Linked DNA regions of Mus musculus: all the other regions are linked to region 1. The links are chromatin contacts, called in public HiChIP or PLAC-seq maps. All regions are on one chromosome and are shown on one strand. The core of a region is the stretch at or near the end of the contact, and the rest is flanking DNA. Distances in the headings are between cores, read along the strand shown.

Region 1 (2,700 bases), core at 191-2,690:
TCCCACGGTCCCTACCCCAGTAGGAAACCAGGAGACCACGCCGCCGGCAGTGGTGGCACACGCCTTTAATCCCAGCACTTGGAAGGCAGAGGTAGGTGGATTTCTGAGTTTGAAGCCAGCCTGGTCAGGACAGCCAGGGCTACACAGAGAAACCCTGTCTCAAAAAAACAAAAACAAAAACAAAAACAAAAAACAAACAAACAAAAGATGCGGAGGCTCCAAAGGTTGACAGCAAGAAGGAAGATGCTCTTCTGTGGAATCGTAGTGGGATAGGATGCTAAGGTGGGGGAGCTGGGACTGGGGTGTGGCGGCAGCGCTCTCCTCGGTTAATAGCCAGAGCACTTTTGTTTCTGGCTGTGATTCATGGTGACACCGGCAAGGCATGATTCAGGCAGCAGGGCTTGACCACGGTAAGCCACCAAGTGACTGTCTCAGTAATAACACTGCACTTTTATGTCTCTCCTTTCATCGCAGATCTCAAAGCGCCCTGCAAACATTAATTAAGGCTCTCGCATTCCAGGAGCTGCCCGGTGGGTGCAGGCATTGTTCTGGCCACTAGGCGGAGAAGGTAAACGGAGCCAAGGCAGCTACAACCTTTAAATGCTTTGTTAAGCAGAGGTCTGACGGCCCCCTCCCCAGCCGTGACTCCTCTACCCTCTTCCTCCGGCTCTCTCTGGGACACTTTGAATAGAACCAGCATGGTCTCCTGGTTTCCTACTGGGGTAGGGACCGTGGGAAGGTAGGGAATCAGGGCATGCTGTGGTACAGAGGTGAAAGGCAGACAAGCCCTCGTTCTCAGTCACCACCTTCACAGCCCAGGAACATATCCTGCACGCACCCAGGAGCAGCAGCATAGGTACAGAAGATAACCTCGGAGGGACATGAAATGCTACTTTTAAAAGAGATATGGTGGAGGGAACTATATTTTTCCTAAGAACTTAAATGCCTTTTCCAAAATATTAGCAGTGGCTGAATTGGATGACACATTCGAGTGTGCCTTATAATGTTCTTGCATATTTTCTCTAAAATTGGAGTTATTTCTATATACAAATTTTAGAATTCGGGGCTGGGGGAGAAAAGGAAGGGGGATGGAGAAGGAAGCAGAGAGTGGACTAAAAGGTCACAGAAAGCCCGACTTCAATCACAACCTGAACTGGTGCCTAAGGCAAGAGCTGGGTCCCAGTTACTCAGTCCTACTGCGGTGGCAGAAAACCCCTTTCCAGTGTCACACTGGACACAGCGAGTCCGAAGGAGATGGGGAAGGAGAGGCAAAGAAGAAACTTATTTTCAAGTGCAGTCGATGAACGCCCCTTCAACTTGAACACAATTCCCTGATGATGCTCCCAGAGGTTGCCCCGCCCCGCAGGCCGACACTGCCCCGTGCGGTGACTCACGAGGGGCTGTTTAAATGACAGGGAGGACCCAGAAGGCCCTCACTCATGCTGCAGTCTTGAGCCGGTCCGGTCCTCCGCCTCCTCTCCTCGCCGCCTCCTTCTTATTGACCCGGCAGCCTCGTGGAGCTGCTGGTAAGTGGGTGCCCGCCCACCCCCCATCCCGGCCGCGCCCCACATCCCGGTTGACGATAGGATCCCGAGACTCTACAAGGAGCAGGGCTGGCGCGTGCCTGGGATGCTCTGAGGACCTGGACTGGTCCAGCCCGCGCAGGAGCTGGGTGAGCCGGTCCTAGTGTCTAGCTGTGAATCTTGATGCCCTGTTTCGCTTTCCTTGACTTTATGGTCTGTGAAGTGAGCCTGGAGTGCAGCGGGGAGAGCTTTTGACCTGCAGGAAATTGGTTGAAAGTTAACTGAAGCACCCGGTTTACCTACTCCGGGAGACCAGATCCACAAGGGCAGGAGTTTCTCTAAGGTTCTGGCTGTTGGAACCTGTATCATTTCCATTGAGCCTACAGAGGTAGCCACTTAAAGGGGACTCTGCATATAGATCTGTCCAGGATGGTGAACTCACAAGGTTTCTGCCTGGGAGAAATCGGCCCTCTACTTGTGGTAGATTTACAGTGTTACATTTATACTGCTGGACTCAGGCGGATATGCAGTCTCTAGTCAGGAGTGCCAATTTGGAACCCAGTTGAAGTTTTAAGTGTCCAGGTTCTAACTCTGTGTGTAGCTTAGATGATCCCATTCTGATCATCTAGATGTGTCACAGGGTCCAGGGCTGATGCCTTTGGGAGGGAGATGCTGGAGGTAGGTTTGTGATAAGAATCAGGTGTCTCGCTGGTCGTGGTGGCGCACGCCTTTAATCCCAGCATTTAGGAGGCAGAGGCAGGCAGATTTCTGAGTTCAAGGCCAGCCTGGTCTACAAAGTGAGTTCCAGGACAGCCAGGGCTATACAGAGAAACCCTGTCTCGAAAAACCAAGAAAAAAAATCAGGTGTCGGTATGTATGTATGTATGTATGTATGTATGTATGTATGTATGTATGTTTATTTGTATGTATTTTGGTGCTGAGGATCAAACTCAGGATCTCAAGCATGCTAAACAAGCAGTCTACTACTTAGCTATAACCACAGCTGACTAGGTGAGTTTGTTTTGTTTGGTTTTAAGACAGGGTCCCACTATGTAGACCAGGCTGGCCCCAAACTCACAGAGATCCTCTTACCCTACTTCCCAAGTGCTAGGATTAAAGGCATATACTACCACGCACAAACTGGGTGGGTTTTAATCTCACCCCTTATCTGTGTCTC
Region 2 (2,700 bases), core at 148-2,647, 200 kb after region 1:
TTCAACTGAAAACACAGGATATTGGTATGGACTTTTAGGTTGAATTGCAGTCTACCCCCAGTACTTCCTTGAGGCTACATTTTACCCGACCTCTCTTAAGTCTCACTTGCTTACCCAACACAGAGTTACAGAGTTCTGGAGCTGGAAAGCGCCTTCGGGACCATCGAAAACAATCTAATCCTCCAATCTCACTGTTTGATGAAGAGGTGAAAAACTCAGTTTCAATCATGCGGGACTGATTGGTCGTAGCACTGGTCTCTAAAACCTGTCAATGGATAGTGTGAGCAGGCGCCCAGGTTTACCCGGGAGAGCCCTTGGTCCAGTATATTGCCTGGGTGTAGTTATTGATAATCACTCCTTTGCTTCTCCTAAGGAACAGGTTCGATGATGAGTAGTGTAGCCAGTGCTTGGTAATGCTTTCCGCTGTGTGGGCGCCAGTGTGGAGGAAGGGACAGAGGACATTCTCAGAGTTACACTCACAAGCTCATGAAAGCATCTGTAACTTCTCAAGCATGAGAAAGAAAATAGGTTGTCAGGTCTGAAGGGTCTAGAAATACGCTGCTCAGATGGTACATAAAACCCTCCCTCCAGTGCTGTTTGGCTGACCCAGCCTCCAAGGTGCTTCTCCTTTCTCGGCCTCCTCTCCCCAAACTCATCGGCCAATATCCTACTGCTGTGGTCCTGGAGGCCATTGGGGTCTTGGGTATATTTTCCTTCTGTGGAACGTTCCTTTACCTGCCCCTCCCCCACCAATGTTCCCAGATACTTCCTTTAGAAACATTTGTTCCCTGCCCCCCACCCCCGCTCTGGCCCCCACTCTTTTTGTTGTTGTTGTTGTTTTTCGAGACTGGGTTTCTCTGTATAGCTCTTGCTGTCCTGGAACTCACTTTGTAGACCAGGCTGGCCTCGAACTCAGAAATCTGCCTGCCTCTGCCTCCCAAGTGCTGGGATTAAAGGCATGCGCCACCATGTGGCCCCCACTCTTGATATCCACAGGCGCTCCCTTTGAGCTTGTTGGGGGAGTGTCTCCTGCCTGGACTGTGAGCAGTCTCAGGGGCAGGACAGTCAGTAAGCTCTAAGTACTGAGGTTGGTACAAGCAGAGGGCACAGGTAAATTCATTAAATTCATTCAAGAATGATTTACTGAGGATTACAGTTGGGTCCAAGCACACCACTGTGGGGTCCCAGCTCATGACCACGGAGCTGTTGCCCAGTTCTGCCAAGATAATGTATGGGCCTATGCGCTATATGCTGTTAGGTCTCAAGGCTAATGGCTGAGGTGCCTATTTAACACACCAAAGAGGACCTAGCTGCCGCCTAGTCAGTCCTAGCATTCCTCAGTCCTTACCTGGCAGACCCCACCCTGTCCCCTGAACTTCTCTAGCTCAGGGGCTGGGCTGCCCTTCCCTATATGATCTTGTCATTTCCGTTACCTAGCCCTTCCGTCTACCCTTTCCCCTCCTGGCCTCTCCTCCCTCCTCTCCTGACATGGCTCAGGGCTACACTCCCTCTGAACTCTCCCAGATGTCCCTGCCTGTGGCTATGCTCTCCCTTTTATGTGCAATAAGCTTTCTCCTCCACCATACCTAGAAGGAGTCATGCTTTTCTTCTTTTATCCCACTCCCACCCCCACCCCGTTCATACCCCCATGTTTGTTTCTTTCCTGGAATTTTGCACTCCTTTAGGAGAAAAAAAATAATCAGTCCATTAGTCTTTCCCACAAAGTTTATTTCTGAACTAACAGCATAAATCTCTGATCTATTTTAAAACAAGGAAAGGGAGGTTAAAATAACTTTTTCAAGGCCTCTGGAGTCAGTAGTTATTCCGATTGTTAAGCCCTGTGCCTTGGACCCTCACTAGCTCAACACTGGGGAAGGAGGTGCCCTGGGCACAGCCCAACCTTGTCCTTGCCTTCTTAAGTTCAGGGTCTTCCCCAGCAGTGTTTTTGAAAGGTAGGGCCGTGTTTGTGGCTGAACCAGCAAGGGCTTTTCCTGAAGGCTTCCCAAGGCCGGCATCAGAGCTGACCAGGAGCCATGCTCAGTCTCTTGTGAGGCAGTCTCTGGTTTTGGGTGAATGGTGTGTGAAGTTTCTGAATGGAGATGGAAGACACACACGCTGGGGACCTAGTGAGTCCAGGTCCAGAGGAGCTTGCCCGGTGTTATGGGAAGCAGGAGACAGAGGGAGCTAGGGAACAGGCGTACATGTCAGGGTGGGGTCGGGAGGAAGGAGAGCGGGGGAGGAGAGGAATCTGGGCTCCAGTTGTGGAGAGGGAGGAAAGATTAGAACTTGTATTATTCAGATTACTGCAAACCATTCTCACACTCTCCCCACCCACCGCACCACCCTCACCTCAATTCAGTCATCCTCTAAATGCCAGCCCCAAACCTTGCTTTGGCTTCCTTCATTCAGAGGTTGGGGCCACTTCTCCCTAATTACTCGAGGACTCTCCTCTGGTCTGAGAAGACTGTGGTAAGATGCACACAGAAGGGAAAGGTGATCTTGCCAAGGGAGCTGGTCTTCCCAGGCCAGGCGACTGTGTCCGTCATCTAGGGATCTTGTGCTGTCTCCTCCAATGAACTTCCTCCAGCTCTGAGCAACCGTCTGATTCCACCATAGCCCTTTTAACTAACTCACAGCAAACATGAAGCCATAGAGGGGATAAAGCGTGACTTGGAGGTACAGAGAAAGGCCAGCTGCCTT
Region 3 (2,700 bases), core at 133-2,632, 250 kb before region 1:
ACACCCCGAGCTTATTATATAGACCATGTCTAAGGCACGTTGTTAAGTGGACATAAAACCTGTAAGAGACTATAGAGTGTGCTACCTTCTATTAGTGGAAGTAGGGGGCACACATATGTGTGCATTTGAGTGTGTGCATGTGGAATATCTGGAAGGACACAGGGAACAGGGGTGCCGCCACCTCTGGATGCTGAGGAATAAGGGTCCAGGAGACACTGCAGCCCACACATCTGTGCCTGTGGAATACTGACGTGCAGGAATGCTTTGCATGTTGAGAGGTGACGTAAACCAAGTGCCACTGCCCACCCTTTCCTTCACTCTTTGCAGGCAGGCTGTAGCGCCACCAGGCTGCCCGGTGACGGGCAGACAAGCACCAGAGACGCCGCCTCGCAAGAGCCTCCCTCATACCCTCCCATCCAGGTCATCCAGGCCAGAGTGTCTTCCAGCAGCTCCTCCGAGGTCTCCTCCATCAACTCGGACCTGGAGGTACAGGGGCTGCCCTCGGGGAGGGCACGTGGGCATGTCACCTACCAACGCTTGCTGGGGCCTCCTTGAGATGGAACTGCTTTGTAAGCCTTGCCTTATTAACCTCACAACTGCTAATCATGAGTGAAGCTCTCTGCATGGCTATGGAGGAGCTCTTCAAACTTGACGGGACTCAAACAGTTTCATGGTTGAGCTGGTCAGGGAAACACCGAATATTGGGGTCCAGTTCTCATAGACGGCTTGCACATTCAGGTCCTTCCTAAGAAGAAACAGAAAACATAAGTAATAGGTCTCTTAAAAAGCCTCAGTGTTATAGTTTAGGATTAATGGTTTAGGCTGTAACGCCAGGATTCATGTGGCTGATGATCATGAGTTCAAATCCAGCCTAGGCTCTATTAGAACACTTTAGAAGGAAAGGAGAGAAGGAGGGAGGGAGAGAGAAAGGAAGGCAGGAATCTTGCTTGGTACCAGTGTTTCCCAGCCCATTTGACCATAAAAGAGTTTCTTTACCCCAACGAACAGAGGCCTGTAATGCTGGCCCTGACCCACACAGGCAGGACCTATTGGAAGCAGCACACCCAGCCTCCATCTTCTTTGTATCTGAACAAAATGTGCATCACATGAGGGATCCACAAACTCCGATGTGTCCTGTCGCTCTGAGTACCCAGCCCCATTCAACCCCATTCAGCAAGGGAGTTTGCGTCTGTCTGAGGACACAGGAGATCAAAGGCAACACAGGCTCACACGTATGTCAGAGAACCAGGCAGTCTGGCATGTCTGGGGAAGGAATGACTTCCTTTTTGTGTCCCAGCCTTTTGTGTGTTGAAATCCTGTCTGTGAAACGATGTACATAAGCAGTACGTAATGTTGATCTGTGGTTTGGGTTTAGTTTGATTTTTTTAATGCCCTTATTTGGCAAAATAATCGTTATCTACCCAGAGTATGAAGATTAGTCAGAGTTATACAGGACTCAAAAATTCCAAACCTAAAAAAAAAAAAAAATTCCAAACCTCAGAACTTTTGACGAGGGGTAAACCAGATCACTTAGTGTGCTTTTCCAGGCATTCCCAGCCAGTGTACCGTGCTATCTCTGCTCATACCTAGCATTCTGTCCTGGCCATTTTCCTTCCTGTCCTGGACCCCTGGACCTTCCTCCCTGGGGTTCCCTCTGGCCCCATTCCCATGGGTCAGAATTCTATCCAGAGACCGGCTTGTGTGACCCTCCCCTTGGACCAGTGGCTCCCTCTCCCTGTTGCCCATTTCCCTGCCCACCTGCCACAGGTGGCAGTGGCCTGGTGAGTGCAGATGTGTCACCTGCTGTTCATCTGTCCCTCAACAGCTGCTGGTTGAGGGCTGGGTTGGAGCTAGGACCTGTACACCTGTCCAGGCAATATTCCTAAGCTGAGTCTGAGAATGTGTGGGACACCTAGAAGCTTGGAACTTGCATTCTCCACTGAGGCCTGTGGCTAAAGGGACTGCAGAGTGAGGGCAAGGCAGGGCAGAGACACAGGGGCCCGTGGGGGAGGAATAGGGGGATATTTGCTCTCTGGAAATGGAGGCCTCTTGCTCTGTCCCTAAGCACTAGGCAGCGCGGTGTCCAGCATTGCCGGAGTCTGCCCTTGCAGCTGGTCCTGGCTGTTCCTCTGTGGAACCCATTCTTCTCATTTGTAGTCTCACTTTTTTTATTAGTTATTTTCTTTATTTACATTTCAAATGTTATCCTAGTTTTCCCTCCAAAAACCCCCTCCCCCCTCCCTGCTCACCAACCCACCCACTCCTACTTCCTGGCCCTGGCATTCCCCTACACTGGGGCATAGAATCTTCACAGGGCCAAGGGCCTCTCCTCCCATTGATGACCGACTAGGCCATCCTCTGCTACATATGCAGATGGAGCCATGAGTCCCACCATGTGTACTCTTTGATTGGTGGTTTAGTCCCTGGGAGCTCTGGGGGTACTGGTTGAGTCATACTGTTGTTCCTCCTATGGGGCTGCAAACCCCTTCAGCTCCTTAGGTCCTTTCTCTAGCCCAATGGATGGCAGTGAGCATCCACTTCTGTATTTGTCAGGCACCGGCAGAGCCTCCCTATAGTCTCGCTTTTAAAATCCTATGTAAAAATATGTACATCCAGGGGCTGGAGAGATAACTCAGAAGTTAAGAGCACTGACTGCTCTTCCAGAGGTCCTGAGTTCAATTCCCAGCATGGTGGCTCATA

What was found. HiChIP or PLAC-seq counts read pairs in DNA pulled down with a chosen protein or histone mark.
Region 2: an H3K27ac HiChIP or PLAC-seq map of embryonic stem cells shows a contact between it and region 1, with 13 read pairs. The contact joins the enhancer-like site here to the promoter of Lrrc15 in region 1. A contact is called at or near these places in 2 of 39 promoter capture datasets (hematopoietic stem and progenitor cells and maxillary cranial neural crest), 1 of 484 Hi-C or Micro-C datasets (nephron progenitors), 2 of 115 datasets of contacts at active chromatin or transcription factors (embryonic stem cells and pancreatic cancer cells) and 1 of 9 other capture datasets (adipose tissue).
Region 3: a CTCF HiChIP or PLAC-seq map of the NIH/3T3 cell line shows a contact between it and region 1, with 9 read pairs. The contact joins the enhancer-like site here to the promoter of Lrrc15 in region 1. A contact is called at or near these places in 16 of 39 promoter capture datasets (the 3T3-L1 cell line, 3T3-L1-derived adipocytes, the C10 cell line and 9 more), 4 of 15 datasets of contacts at CTCF or cohesin (the NIH/3T3 cell line, large pre-B cells, pro-B cells and 1 more), 1 of 484 Hi-C or Micro-C datasets (bone marrow-derived macrophages) and 10 of 115 datasets of contacts at active chromatin or transcription factors (T-cell acute lymphoblastic leukemia, bone marrow-derived macrophages, embryonic stem cells and 4 more).

Annotation. Positions count from the first base shown.
Region 1 is chr16:30,281,994-30,284,693 of GRCm38.p6, reverse strand. Lrrc15 (leucine rich repeat containing 15) reads left to right here and starts at 1,440. Exons shown (of 2, transcript NM_028973.2): 1 at 1,440-1,526.
Region 2 is chr16:30,080,933-30,083,632 of GRCm38.p6, reverse strand. No RefSeq gene overlaps it. Among named protein-coding and RNA genes, the nearest start is that of Gm32998, 12 kb to the right of the region's middle. Within about 2 kb of position 1,397, at least 30 of the 459 cell types and tissues checked have an H3K27ac peak or open chromatin away from gene starts, as enhancers often do. A contact at or near this core is called in embryonic stem cells and nephron progenitors, where this site is marked.
Region 3 is chr16:30,527,198-30,529,897 of GRCm38.p6, reverse strand. Tmem44 (transmembrane protein 44) reads left to right here. Exons shown (of 11, transcript NM_001384248.1): 9 at 328-486. It overlaps Gm52252 (a long non-coding RNA gene), which reads right to left. Exons shown (of 3, transcript XR_003951936.1): 3 at 480-745. Among named protein-coding and RNA genes, the nearest start is that of Gm52252, 8.4 kb to the right of the region's middle. Within about 2 kb of position 1,382, at least 18 of the 459 cell types and tissues checked have an H3K27ac peak or open chromatin away from gene starts, as enhancers often do. A contact at or near this core is called in the NIH/3T3 cell line and pancreatic cancer cells, where this site is marked.